Linked DNA regions of Mus musculus: region 1 is linked to region 2. The links are chromatin contacts, called in public promoter capture Hi-C maps. All regions are on one chromosome and are shown on one strand. The core of a region is the stretch at or near the end of the contact, and the rest is flanking DNA. Distances in the headings are between cores, read along the strand shown.

Evidence for each region. Promoter capture Hi-C pulls out the DNA fragments that hold promoters and counts their contacts.
Region 1: a promoter capture Hi-C map of liver shows a contact between it and region 2, with 14 times the contacts expected there. The contact joins the promoter of B130034C11Rik here to the promoter of Mrpl39 in region 2. A contact is called at or near these places in 7 of 39 promoter capture datasets (the 3T3-L1 cell line, 3T3-L1-derived adipocytes, embryonic stem cells and 3 more), 4 of 484 Hi-C or Micro-C datasets (B cells, CD4 T cells, cardiomyocytes and 1 more), 3 of 115 datasets of contacts at active chromatin or transcription factors (astrocytes, embryonic stem cells and large pre-B cells) and 2 of 9 other capture datasets (embryonic stem cells and liver).

Annotation. Positions count from the first base shown.
Region 1 is chr16:87,493,407-87,500,017 of GRCm38.p6, forward strand. B130034C11Rik (RIKEN cDNA B130034C11 gene) reads left to right here and starts at 2,667. Exons shown (of 3, transcript NR_040375.1): 1 at 2,667-2,903. It overlaps Cct8 (chaperonin containing Tcp1, subunit 8 (theta)), which reads right to left and starts at 2,463. Exons shown (of 15, transcript NM_009840.3): 1 at 2,323-2,463; 2 at 931-1,021; 3 at 301-380. The coding sequence starts at 2,382.
Region 2 is chr16:84,732,852-84,739,319 of GRCm38.p6, forward strand. It overlaps Mrpl39 (mitochondrial ribosomal protein L39), which reads right to left and starts at 2,393. Exons shown (of 10, transcript NM_017404.5): 1 at 2,303-2,393; 2 at 1,556-1,762. The coding sequence starts at 2,366. Gm32202 (predicted gene, 32202) reads right to left here. Exons shown (of 2, transcript NR_168512.1): 2 at 6,232-6,468. It also overlaps the pseudogene Gm26153.

The DNA of each region.
Region 1 (6,611 bases), core at 1,417-3,916, 2.8 Mb after region 2:
AAATGCCAAAAGGTTATGTAAAATAAAGTATCAATATTTACCAGTTTATACTGCTGGAGAATTCACATTAGAATCAATCTATAGAATAATAAATCTCATCATCATCAGAGAAATACTCCTCAACCCACCCACCCACAGACAATTTAAGAGTTTGAGTAGCCAAAATGGAAAACCTAGAAAGGTCACTTATAAATCTTCACAATAAAGTGGAGGAAGAAACAGCCTTTCGTCCTCTAGATTGAATACAGTTTCACCTATGTCAGAGTCATGGGTTTTTGATGGTTTTGAAACAAAACTTACTTCTAGCTCTCTTAAAATAGTCGCTGCATCGTTTGTCACAAACAACTTCTCCAGGCGATTGATGACCATTTTATTCATTCCTTAAAAGTAGTTGCAAAGAAAAAAAAAAAGGTTCCATTATTATTCAAATATTCTGCAAACAACCCAGGAAAACTCCGGCAAGAAGCCGTACTGATGTTTAGCCCCAGAACACACCATCTGTTTAGATCAGCATCATAGCCCCATGGGCTTCCCTGACTAAACACCAACATGCTTAGCATGTAAGACGTGCTTAATAAACAGGAATTAACACTAAAATCAATATGCTTAGAAACACATTTGGTTTCTTCCGTAATCTCTTTGTGTGCATCTCTAATTCAACTGGTGGTTAAAGGGAAGGAAGAGCTTCCTGATGCCGTGCTGTTTTCTGCAGACTGCTGAGCCTTTCCACAATAGTACTGGCCACTAGTGAGGATGCTGGACTTCCCTAGGACCTAACAGGGTAACAGCATCGTTTCCAATTTCTCTTTTCCCAGAAAGCTGCATTCCTGACTGAAAGTGAGAGGCACATCAATGCCACCGACCATAAAACACGTGAGGCCCGCTCTCTACGCTAACAGTCACACCACACAGCCTGAACTTGGTCATTACCATTTGGTCCGTACGCTGTGCGAGTAGTCTGAGCAAGCTCCTTGCAGGCCTGTATATTTCTATACACAGCCTCTTCTAATCCCGAGAAATGCTGAAAAAGAAAATGTCTGCTTAGGCATGATAACCAAGTTAAGAGTTTTCTACCGCAGGATACCTCTGTTGAGTATGCTTCTAAGAAACAGCCAGGATCACACAGGCAGTCATCAGACAGCCTCAGTTTCCCCCACTGGGCCTGGCTCTCTTTCCTATCTGTAAACTAATGGGATAATCAATAGCTCCTACTTGGCAGATTATTACTCACCTAGCTAAATAACAACTATTCTTCCTTCTGCCTTTTCCAGGGATTGAACACAAGAAAGCAATCTACCATTAAACTACAATCCCAGCCTACTAGTACTAGCTTTTAACCTAAATTTGGGGGATGGGGGTACTTTAAAAAAACTTGTCTTCACTATAGCCTCCATCAGTACCGATTTACACAAAGTATCTCTGTGCTGAAATGCTAGCCTGTGACAGAAATCCTTTAAATGTATCATGTCCTCAGCCAGAGTGATGGAGGAAAAGATGGAAACTGGAAGCTGTTGCTACCCCTCAAAAGGTTAACAGTGTCATTTGCAGAACTTACTAACTTACATTAAGCCCTGACATCCATTCAGTATGCCAGTTATCACTACAAAGGGGACACCACCTCTCTGTACTGCTAAGAATCCGCTATTTCTACAACTTGTAAAAATATGAAAGACAAAACAAACGTTATCTGGCAGCTTGGGGAACTCAGGACAAATCGCTCCATAAGCAATGTGACCGCTTTAAAAAAAAAAAAAAAATCACTCCTGAAACTACGGCCTATTCGATCTGGGGTGGGGCTTCATTTATCCTGTAGGCTACGACATCGGACAGTCAGAGTGAAAAGACAGTTAACAGCCTTCGGCCCGGTCTCAACTCAGAAAAGGTAAAGGAAACAGAACGTCCAGAGGAGAGTTTTCAGTAGAGCAGTGGGGATCGGACGTGTCTGGAAGGAAGCAACCAAGGGCAGGCCCAGGAGTGACCATGCCGGACTCGTGTCATCTCCATCCTACAATCCCCGGCCCTCCAACCACCCGTTACCAATTCCGTCCAAGTTCATTAACGCATCGCCAGCTCGCGTTAAGGGCGGCGCCCGTGGGCTCCATGCCGCAGACAGGGGCGTGGGGAGCTGGGATGCAAACCCGAAGCCGCCGGGGGAATAACAGAAATGCCCACCAGTTCCAGCGAGCCGGCATCCAGAGCACGCTTCCCTTTCTAGAACCTTCTCCATCCCGATCGCGGCGCGGCCGCCCGCCCGCAGGCCTGTCGCGGTCGCCACAGGCGCAGACCCACCCTCCCACCGTACAGTCCCTCCACGCCACCTACTTTGGCTCCATCCTTGAGCATCTGGGCAAAGCCCGGGGCCTTGGGGACGTGAAGCGCCATGGCTCGGCCGCAGTCCACCGCTCACGCGCTCGCTCCGAGACGCCGAGGAAGCAAGGGGCGCCGCGCACTGCCTGCTGGGAATGGGCCTCGGCGCCGCCTCGCGTCCCCCTACTTCCGGTCGCCCCGCCCCTTCAACCTGCAGCGTCTCTGAAATATCGCGAGAACCAGAGGTTCCAGCAGACAGACCTGATCTGCCGATTCCCGATCAAAGCGGACGATCAGGCCGAACCCAGAGCGTGCATGCTCCCTTCGTGTCCCTTGTCCTAAGTTAATGAGTAAACTTTGGTTAGGACGTTTGGCTTGTGATATTTCGGTGGCGGACACCCAACGTCTTATCCTTCACTTAAACTTAATCCTGCAGACCCAGCACCGGGGCAGGTTAGCCTTTTCTTCTCCAAGCTCACCCGCCCTCGCCCCTATAAACTACCAATGGACATCCTCTGTGTTGGTCACTGGGAAGCACTGAAGGCTCGAAGGTGATCTTTGAAATAGCATGGAGGATTGCAACGCGTGGACTGCACGTGCGTAGCAGAGCTAAGCGGTTTGCTTAAGTGCAGTTATCTTTGTTATTGGTCAAATTTAAGAATGAATATTAATCTCCATTTTATGGAAGGGAAGTTGATAACCACAATTCAGTGGTACGCAGAGGTCACCAGGCCAATAGATATTACAGCGACGATTTCTACCCTAGATGGGCAGATTACAAAGTGGGAATAGTTAACCACTTTATCTATATCTATATATCTATATAGATATTCTCTACTCCCCCAGAATCTTTTTCACAAACATTTCTATGTAAATAGAATAACTTCATAGAGAAAGTAAAACACTCTTACAATAAAAAAATACAAAAAAATGGAAGCATCTCCTGCCCTTGCAGAAAAATATGAAACGCTTTGGTGAGTCGTTGGACATAGAGAAATTAAGATTTTCTTTACATTGGGACAGACTCATAATTGCAACCGTACTATCAACTGCAATTTTTTTTTCTATTAAACATTTTAAATATGTAACCATGGGACTGAAGGAGCTGAAGGGGTTTGGAGCCCCATGGAGGGAGCAACAGTGTCAACAGGCCAGTTCCCCTAGAGCTCCCAGGGACAGGACAACCAACCAAAGACTAAACATGGAGCAACCCATGGCACTGGCCACATATGTGGCAGAGGATGGCCTTGTTGTACATCAGTGGGAAGAGAGGCCCTCAGGCCTTAGGGTGTTCAATGCACCATTTGTAGGGAAATGCCAGGGTGGGAGGATGGGAGTGGGTGGGTGGGGGAGCACCCTCATGGAGGCAGGAGGAGTGGGGATGGGATAGGGGGTTTCCGAAGGGGAGACCTGAAAAGTGGAAAACATTTGAAATGTAAATAAAGAAAATATCCAAGAAAAAGAAAAGAAAAGAAAAAGGAAAAAAAAATGTAACCATGAAAATACTTTCTTGTCACCGAACACAAGGTAAGTGAGCCAATTATATTGGAAGACAGAGCAAACGTTCAGTGGTTCTCAAAGATTGGTTTTGACACCTCCGAGGCTCTCCAACGCCCTTTCAGGGCCCATGACTACGCAAGTGTTTTCATAGTAATACAGAGCTGTCTCCTCTTCCTGTGGGGAGCTGTGAAGGCCTGCTGGGTGTTCAGTATGTCACAGTATGAATGTGAAAAGCACAAGGAGCCACTTACACTCTTTGTCGTCCACTAAGCCACATATAAAATATTTGGGGAAAAAATTGAGAATATCAGTCCTCAAGAGAGACATTTTCAATAATGTTATGTTAGCCTTCAGTGTTCACTGCTATATTTTTATATTAATGTTAAATAGTTTGATTTATAATATTAACAATCAATGGTTACTACGATACCCATTAAAAACAATCATTGGGTGACTCTGTTTAAACTTCTATGTGGATTCTATGTCTGCAAAGTACATGACACCTGAGAGGTAAGACAGTCGAAGATTCCCTCATGGATTTGCTAGGAAAAACTAAAACCCGTTGTCTCAGCATCACTTATGGGTATAACTGACACAAAATAGTGAGAGGGGATTTAAAATTATACCTGATTTGTTAAAAGTAACTAAGAGGATCTAAATCTTGGCAAAAATTGATAACTAGATCCTGAAAAACTAAACGAGTTCAAGACAGTGGATAAATTTTCATCAAAAGTTTAAAGTAAAAGTCGACCTTGCACAAGTGGGAAATGGGAAGAATTAAAAGCAATTCCAATCAACTATGTGTTAATTCATCAAAGACTTAGTTTTTAATTGCCAATTATTCCTTTTGAACGGAGATTTGTTAATTTTGTGTAATTTGGGTTAAACGCTATGTACTGGCTGGTTTTGAGTGTCAACTTGACACAAGTTAGAGTCATTAGAGAGGAAGGAGCCGCCTTTGAGAAAATGCCTCCGTTAGATCCAACTGTAAGGCATTTTTCTCAATTGGTGATCAATGGGGTGTGTGTGTGTGTGTATGTGTGTGCGTGTGTGCGTGTATATGTGTATATGTGTGTGTGTGTGGTGTGTGTGTGTGTGAGTGGTGTGTGTATATGTGTGTGTGTGTGTGTGTGTGAGTGGTGTGTGTGTATGTGTGGTGTGTGTGTATGTGTGGTGTGTGCGTGTGTGTGTGTGTGTGTGAGTGGTGTGTGTGTATGTGTGTGTATGTGTGGTGTGTGTGTGTGTGTGTGTGGTGGGGTCAGCTCATGCTGGATGGTGCCATCCCTGGGCTGGTGGTCTTGTATTATATAAAGAAAGCAGGCTAGTTGGGGCTGGAGAAATGACTCAGTGATTCAGAGCACTGCCTGCTCTTCCAGAGGTCTTGAGTTCAATTCCCAGCTACCACATGGTGGCTCACAACCATCTGTGATGGGATCTGATGTCCTCTCTGGTGTGTGTCTGAAGACAACCATAGTGTATTAATATACACAAAATAAATAAATAAATCTAAACCAACAAGCAAACCTGGATTGAATCTCTATCACTGGGAAGGATGGAGGAATCAGGGAACTAAACCAGGAGCTTCCTCATGTGCACCAACTAGTGAGCAGGAGCGTTCTAGTGAGCCTCTCGTTCTTGTTTTTTGTTTTTTTAATTACATCTGTATATAATAATGTAAGACACTCCAATGTTTTATGCTTTGGCATTGTGTTACTAATAGTGTGGTTTTGTGTGTGTGTGTGTTTGTGTGTTTTGTAGCTCACACAGCAAACTGTAGATTCTGGCTGGAGAGATGGCTTATCAGGTAAAGGCACTTCCTGCTGAGCGAGAATATCAGAGTTCAATCTCTGGGACCCATATGCTGAAGTTATAGAATCAACTCCCTCAAGCTGACGTGAACACACGCGCGCGCGCACACACACACACACACACACACACACACAAAGAAAGAGAATAAATAAATACATGTAATTAATTGAAAAATAGTAAATTCTTCCTATGTTAAATTTTTAAAGTTCTGAAATGATGATTCTAATTTTTAAGATCATCTTCAAACCCGTATACTTCAAAACTGAATGTCCCACTGAATTCCATCAGTTAATCTAAAATCAGATAGATGTTTGTTATTTTGGAGATAGGGTGTCTTTTTTACTTTTCCATTGTCAAAACTCCACGAACAAGACAATTTATAAAAGAAAAGCGTTCACTGGGTCTTGCAGTTTCAGAGGGCTAGAGTACATTGGCAGGGCAAACCTGAGAGCTAAGAGCTCACGTCTTGATCCACAAGTAGGCAGAGAAAGAGAGAGGGGGGGGAGGGAGGGAGGGAGGGAGGGAGGGAGGGAGGGGGAGAGAGAGAGAGAGAGAGAGAGAGAGAGGGAGAGGGAGAGGGAGAGGGAGAGGGAGAGAGAGAAATACTGGCCATCACATGAGTATTGTGGCGCTTCAAAGCCCGCCCCCAGTGACACACCTCCTCCAAGGCCAAGCCCCTAACCCTCCCCAAACCTATGGGCATTATTAGCATTCCATGCCATGCTCTGCATAGGATCTTACAGTGTCTTGTGCTGGGACTCAGCTTGCAGCCCAGGTTTACTGTTTTACTGTCCTCCTGTTTTAGCCTTCCAGTGCTGATAATATAAGCACGTATCACCATGCCTTTGTGGGTATGCGCATGCGTGTTTTTAAACTGTGGTAGTTGAGGCAAAAAGCGACAGAAAAAAGCAAGAAACTAAGAAGAATAAATGTTCAGAATAACACAAAGAAAATTGTTCAAGCTCTCTGGAGCTGGTGAAAGCGGGTTACCCTCA
Region 2 (6,468 bases), core at 1,143-3,642:
AAGAAAAGGAAAATATATCTGTCTGAGTCTAGGCTTCTATTTCTGCCATAAAACTCCATAACCAAAAAGTCAGTTGAGGAGGGAAAGGTTTATTCGGCTTATACGTCCAGAATCATAATCCATCACTGGGGAAAGGCCAGCAGGGCTGGGTCCTGAGGGGCAGGAGCTGGTGCAGAAACCACGGAGAGGTGCTGCATACTGGCTTGCTTCTCATGCCTTGCTCAGCCTGCTTTCTTACAGAACCCAGGACCAGCAGCCCAGGATGGCACCACCCACCATGGACTGAGCCCTCCCCAACTGATCATTAATTGAGAAAAATGCCTTACAGCTGGATCTCATAGAGACAGTTGAGGCTCCTTTCTCTCTGATGACGATAGCTTGTGTCGAGATGACACACAAAACCCACCAAGTACAGTATCTGCACACACACACATAAATCTGCTTAAATTAACCTAGAGTCTTGCCCCCAAACCACCTTTCTTCCACTCTCTCATGACACGGACATTTCAAATTAAATAGTATAGTTACCTCTGTAAAATTATAAATGTGAATTGATTGTAAACCAATGACCTCTAATCAGTTCCATTATCTAAGAAAATTCTAACCCTGAATACATATTTTACACATATTCACAAAAATTATCAAACTAGAGTCTGACATATCAATTAGTACATACGTTCCATAACAAAGGTCTTAGAGGTCGTGATGGGGGTGGCTCAGAAACTTCATCTCTGCATATGGTGTGTACAGAGTCCCATTAGGGCCTTAGGCTTGTCTTACTCTCCTCTATAATCCCCTACTGTCTACCACACAGCATGTGCTACGAAATACATGAAAATCAAATGAGTCATTATCACCAGTGCTTGTTTAACTGCCAGAGTGGAGACTGAGTACACATCAGAGCCTTACCTAGAACCAATGCTGTCAATTACCCTAATGGTACTATTACAGAGTCTTTTAAAAAGCTAAACAACAGCCAACCGTGCCTATCTACTATTCGGGAGATATTTCAGTTTAAATATCCTATCTATGGAAGCCCTATCCAAATCCTATCAGTACCTTTACAGCCAACGACCTCTCTAACAATAGAAACAAAACAATTAACGTCAGCATTCACTATACTTATGTTTCCATTCACACATTTAGTACCTATACTAGATAAAACCACAACATGGGACAAGTAGGAAGGAGATGAGACATATACTCGGGGGGAAAAAAAAAACTAAAAAGATAAAGGTAGAATAAATGAAAACTCAAGAAAAAAACAAACCAAAACAAACCAAAAAAACAACCCTCAAAATACTTTAATGAGACCTGCTAGATAAATGCTCCCAGAACATGCATATTACATAGTCATATTCAGACAAACTAGGGAGACAACCTGTACAGCAGAGAAATGCTACGATACCCACCGTACCCACAAAACAAAGGGGACAGTGGGTGGCAAAATGGCTGCAAATAAATTCTACAGCTTCGCCAAGTAATGACAGCATGTTCCCCTCTGCAGTGCTCTGCACAGCGCGTGTAAAATGGTCAACATTGTTCTGCTGCTTACGCATGGCACAACTGTAAGGGGTTGAGATGTTTTTATTCATCACGAAGACAGTGCCGGGATCAGTTTTCCCAACATGCTTAACTTCGATCTTCTCCGTTCGGGGGGTTAACGATAACTGCCTGCTTTTCTCTCTGTTAAACAGATCATTCCGCATTTCTGTCAGCTCCGTGGGTGACAGCTCGGCAGCTGGCGACGTCGCTATAAATCCTATTAAGAAAGCAAAGTACGTAGTTTACTCTGGACCTGTAACAAGTATTGAAAACGGTAGAATTTTGCAGAACATAAGTCAAAAATTCGACTGAGGCAAACTTGAACCACTTTATAATGTTAATAATTTAGGATCCAACAACGAAAAAACAAAAAACAAAAACGCTGGGCTCTGATTTACTCTCACATCACCACCGATTTCCTCAGTGGCGTCCTAAAACCAGACTCGATTGGGAAGGAGAGCAAAGTTGTAGTTGGAAACGGTCTGGAGGGGAGGAGAACGCTCCAGGAAGGCGGAATCCCCGTGTCCAAACGATCAATAGCTAGCATGAGAAATGCTGAACTTTTCTTCCACACCCCAAAGCAAGGGACTTGGCTAGGCAAGCGCGAGTCCTCACTCCCTGGGAGATGGGGACATGTTTGCCGAAGACTGGGGCTCCTAAAACCCCCCACAAGAGCCGCCCATGCCCGCATCCCTTCTCTTTCCCTGATTCCTGCACCCCAGATTGTCTTCCCACACCGGGAACACAAAAAACTCACTCCAGCGAGCCCCGCCGCCCGCGCCGGGCCGCCGAAGAACCAGCCTTCCCACCGCGGTAGCCATGGCTTCCCGAAGTAGCCAAGGTAGCTCGGCGTCCCGGTCCTTCTCGTCCCTCTTCCCCCGGAAACGCGGAACCCGCGGCGGAGGTTCCGTAGGACTGATCAGCTCGGGACCGGATGCTAGGAGCGCGCCGAGCCACGCGGGGGCGCATGCGCGCCTCTCCTTGGATGGCTCACCCTTGGCCGCGCTGCGAGTCTTGTCCTTGGCTCGGGGACGACCGGCTGCCCTGAGGAGTCGCAGAAGTGTCTATTGGACAGAGGAGTCACACAGGCGCCTTTGTCTCACGAGGGTTCCAGATTCCCGGCAGAAAAAAATTAGAGGAGGACTCTTTGCGTTACGTCTTTGACAGTCTGGCCAGCCACGCCGGGTACAACTCTAGAGGGTGGAAATAAAAGAGGTTTGCAAAAGTGAGTTTCAGGTCGGCTGCAGTGGGGCTGAACCCGGTTCACCGTTTAGTCGGCCACGTTCCTGGGCTCTTGGAAACACGTCGTGTTGATTTTGCAAAGAACGTCCTAGAACTCTTTTCCGAATGATCTAGGCACGACTGCACGGAGTAACCGGGAATCTGTGTCTCGTCCCTGGATGTATCCCAGAAACGCAAACCGTGCTTGGCAGCTCAGCAAATATTTGTTATGACGGTTGGTAAAAACACACTGCTACATCTAACGCCTTTGTGGTGCCAGCACGTTCCCGTTGGAGCAGCATTCTTTACTTCTGCAAAGCTGAACCAATGAACCAATATAGTTTTATAAATTTAGTCAGGAATTTTCACATGATCCCTACTTTTAACTTGTGGTGGAGCACACACTGCCACCAGGCGGAAGGGTAAGCTCGGTCACAAATGCTATGTTTTATGCCACACAAATGTGCTGTCTCCTTGGCCCAAATAATACATGTTTACAATTGCATAGGGAAAGTGTTAAGACCTTTCCTCATCTTTAAGGCAAGACATGTAAGTATAAATTTGGATTCAACCATTCAATATTGTACTGGCCTATCTCATGTAAAGTCCTCGGCCGAGAATAGTGACTGATGCCTGCAATCCCTCCTCAAGAAGGCTTAGGTAGGAGCTGGAGAAGCCTTTAGCTACTTAACACACCTTTTCCTAACAATAGAAGTTCTAAATCAACTCTGGAAAAGTGTGCGCGCGTGTGAGCGTGCATGTGTGTTTCTTCCTTAAATGTTCTATGGTTCCCCTGAAAGCTTTCAGCTTCACAGCTTTTAGAGATTGTGTCCATTTCACCCCACCCCGAAAACTATAGTTCACGGCCACATTTAAAACAATCCTCTGGACGTTAGCTTGAGAAAAATTAATCATAAGCACATCTGCACACAGCTGATTGGAGCGTCTACTATCGCAGAAAGTAATTTTGCTGGAAGGATGCCACAGGTGATACTGACCAACAAGTACTGAATATATGCTAATTATAAAACTGTTTATTAACCCACACAACTGCCTTGAATGTCTGCCAAGCAACGTTTGGAGAGTTGGAGAGACCTACCCAAGATAGACTTTTGACCAAGAGTTCCTTCAAAATATGTATAATTTTTTTCCTGCATACCTGTCTATGCTTGCCTGGTGCTAGAGAAGGTCGGAAGAGGGCATCAGATCCCTTGGAAATGAAGTTACAGATGGTTTTGCGCTGCAAGAACAACTGAGCCACTCCTCCTCCTCCTCCTCCTCCTCCTCCTCCTCCTCCTCCTCCCCCCTCCTCCTCCTCCTTCTCTCCCTCCTCCTCCTCTTAGAGACAGGAGTAAAGTCCAAGCTAGCCTTGAACTCAGGATCTGCCCACTTCTGCCTGCTGAGTGCTAAGTCTAAAGGCGTGTACCACCAACCATTAAGGAGGCTCTTGTTGCCCAAATTCATGACAGTTTCCCCCCCACCTTTTTTTTTTAATTTAGCATTCGAAGTATTAGGATTCATTCATTGCAGTACTTTCGTGTCACTAAACATTTCCAATTGTTCCCCTCCCTTCCTTGCTAAACTTGCTGAGTCCTTTCCCCAGATAATCCACTCTTTGCTAACACTGTGATTTGAATTGGTGGGTGTTAGTGGGAACACACTGAAGAACAGACTCAAAGGCACAGTACACTATGAAAAACTTTTAGTAACAACAAGAATTACAATAAGGAATTTGGACATATATACTAGTCCTTTCCCCATGGAGATATGGTGTGCGATGGTTGCAAACAGCAGCTTCCTTGGTAGTGTATGGAGCCTGTTGCCTATATGGGTTGCTCTGAAGGACCTTGGAGGCAATTTCCTGGCAGTTATTCAAGTCTCTGATCTCAATGCTGTCCCATTCTAGGCTCTGGACAGGTATGTGTGATGCCTTTGGGTAACCCTAGTGGCCATGATTCACATTGCCAGGTCGGTTGTTATGTCATTCTGCACCAAGCTGCAGAATATGGGACATCAAGCCTCATGACTGAAGCTCAAGTTCCCTGTCCATCACAAGATCCACATCCCAAAGGAATGAGGTTGCACCAAGTTGAATGCAGATGAGTTTAAGAAATGGTTGATGAGAAGCGGCTCATTCCTGATGGCCATGGTGTCAAATATACATATGGTTTCCTGAACAAGTGGGGAGCCCCGCATATATTTTCACTCTTTTGATCCAAATGCAACATACTAAACGTATGAGTCTGTGCCTGGAAAAGTTGTATGAAGTATCTTAGTGGCGTTCTGGGAGGAACAGAGCTCAGCATGAAGCTGGGGGCAGGCAGAGTTCAGCACGCTAGGATTTTAATCAGCAGAAATGCCTGTGTGTTAGTTAAGGTTTCTATTACTATAATTAAAGATGAGCAAAAGCAACTTTAGGAGGAAGATTCCATCTTACCACTCTCTGGTCACACTCCACTTCTAGAGGAAGTCAAGGCAGGAATCCAAGGCAGGAATGGAAAAGCACTTACTGAAGCAGAAGCCATGAAGGAGTGATGCTTACTGGCTTGCTTGCCCTGGATTGCTCAGTTTGTTTTCTTATATCCATTACTCAAAGGTGGCACCACTGGAAATTGGCTAAACTCTCGTACATCCATTCAATGTTTTACTGGGAGCTGCTCCTGAGAAATGGGATTGTAGCCTCAATGTATACATGGTAATGGGTTTTAGAACTTATTAGACGGCCAAGGATCAACCATAGTACTTATAATTGCAGCTCTATGAAGCACATGAAATAAGCTGAATTTTATAAATCAAGTAATTTAAGGAGCAGGTAATATGAATTTTACATGCCCCTCATAAACACACACACACTTTTTTTCTTTCTTTCTTTTTTTTTTTTTTTTTTTGCATCAAGGCTCTATTTCAATGGTTCATACTGCTGTGAAATAACAAAGAATAAAAAGCAGGTCAAAAAAAGTGTATATTTCCCTCTCTGCTGATCCAGGAAATTAAGCAGTATGGTTCCTCTACTTTCATTCTTTATCAAGTTCTTTGTGATCTGACTTCCCGGGAACCTCCCAGTGTGTGTCAGACGCCTCTGGAAATACAAAAGGCAGTTGAATGGAAAGATGTTCAAAAGCCAATGGATGTAGCCAAGTAGGAGAATACTTGCCTAGCACGCTCATGGCTCCGGGTTTGATCCTAGCACTGCAAAAAGATTTTAAAAAATAATAATAGAACAAAGATGTACAATGCAACTGACTCCTTCAATCCCTCCATTTACAGCAGCCCGTTCTTCCCTAACCCAATAAAAAATCTTGCCAGTTCTTTCTTAATATTAGAGAGGAAACCAAGGGTATAGGCCATCAAGGTATAGTATTGCTTGTTGATAATGTTTTTCTGTTTGTTTTACAAAAGGATAGAATTCATACATACATACATACATATGCATGTGTGTTGTTAAGACTTTTCTAGTCTTCAGTCTTTTTTCTACAACATAATATTTTTATTAATTATTTCATATAATGCATCTTGGTCACATGCTTTCTATTCCCCCCCCCCAGGTTCTTCCAAGTCTTGTGCCTCCCCCAAAATAACAACAACAACAACAAACCCACCAAGACCAATTTGTATTTCCCATTTACTCTTTGGAGCATGTCCAATGACCAGTCCGTTCAAGAAAACTGAGTCCTTCTTCACCATACCACCACCACCAGCTCC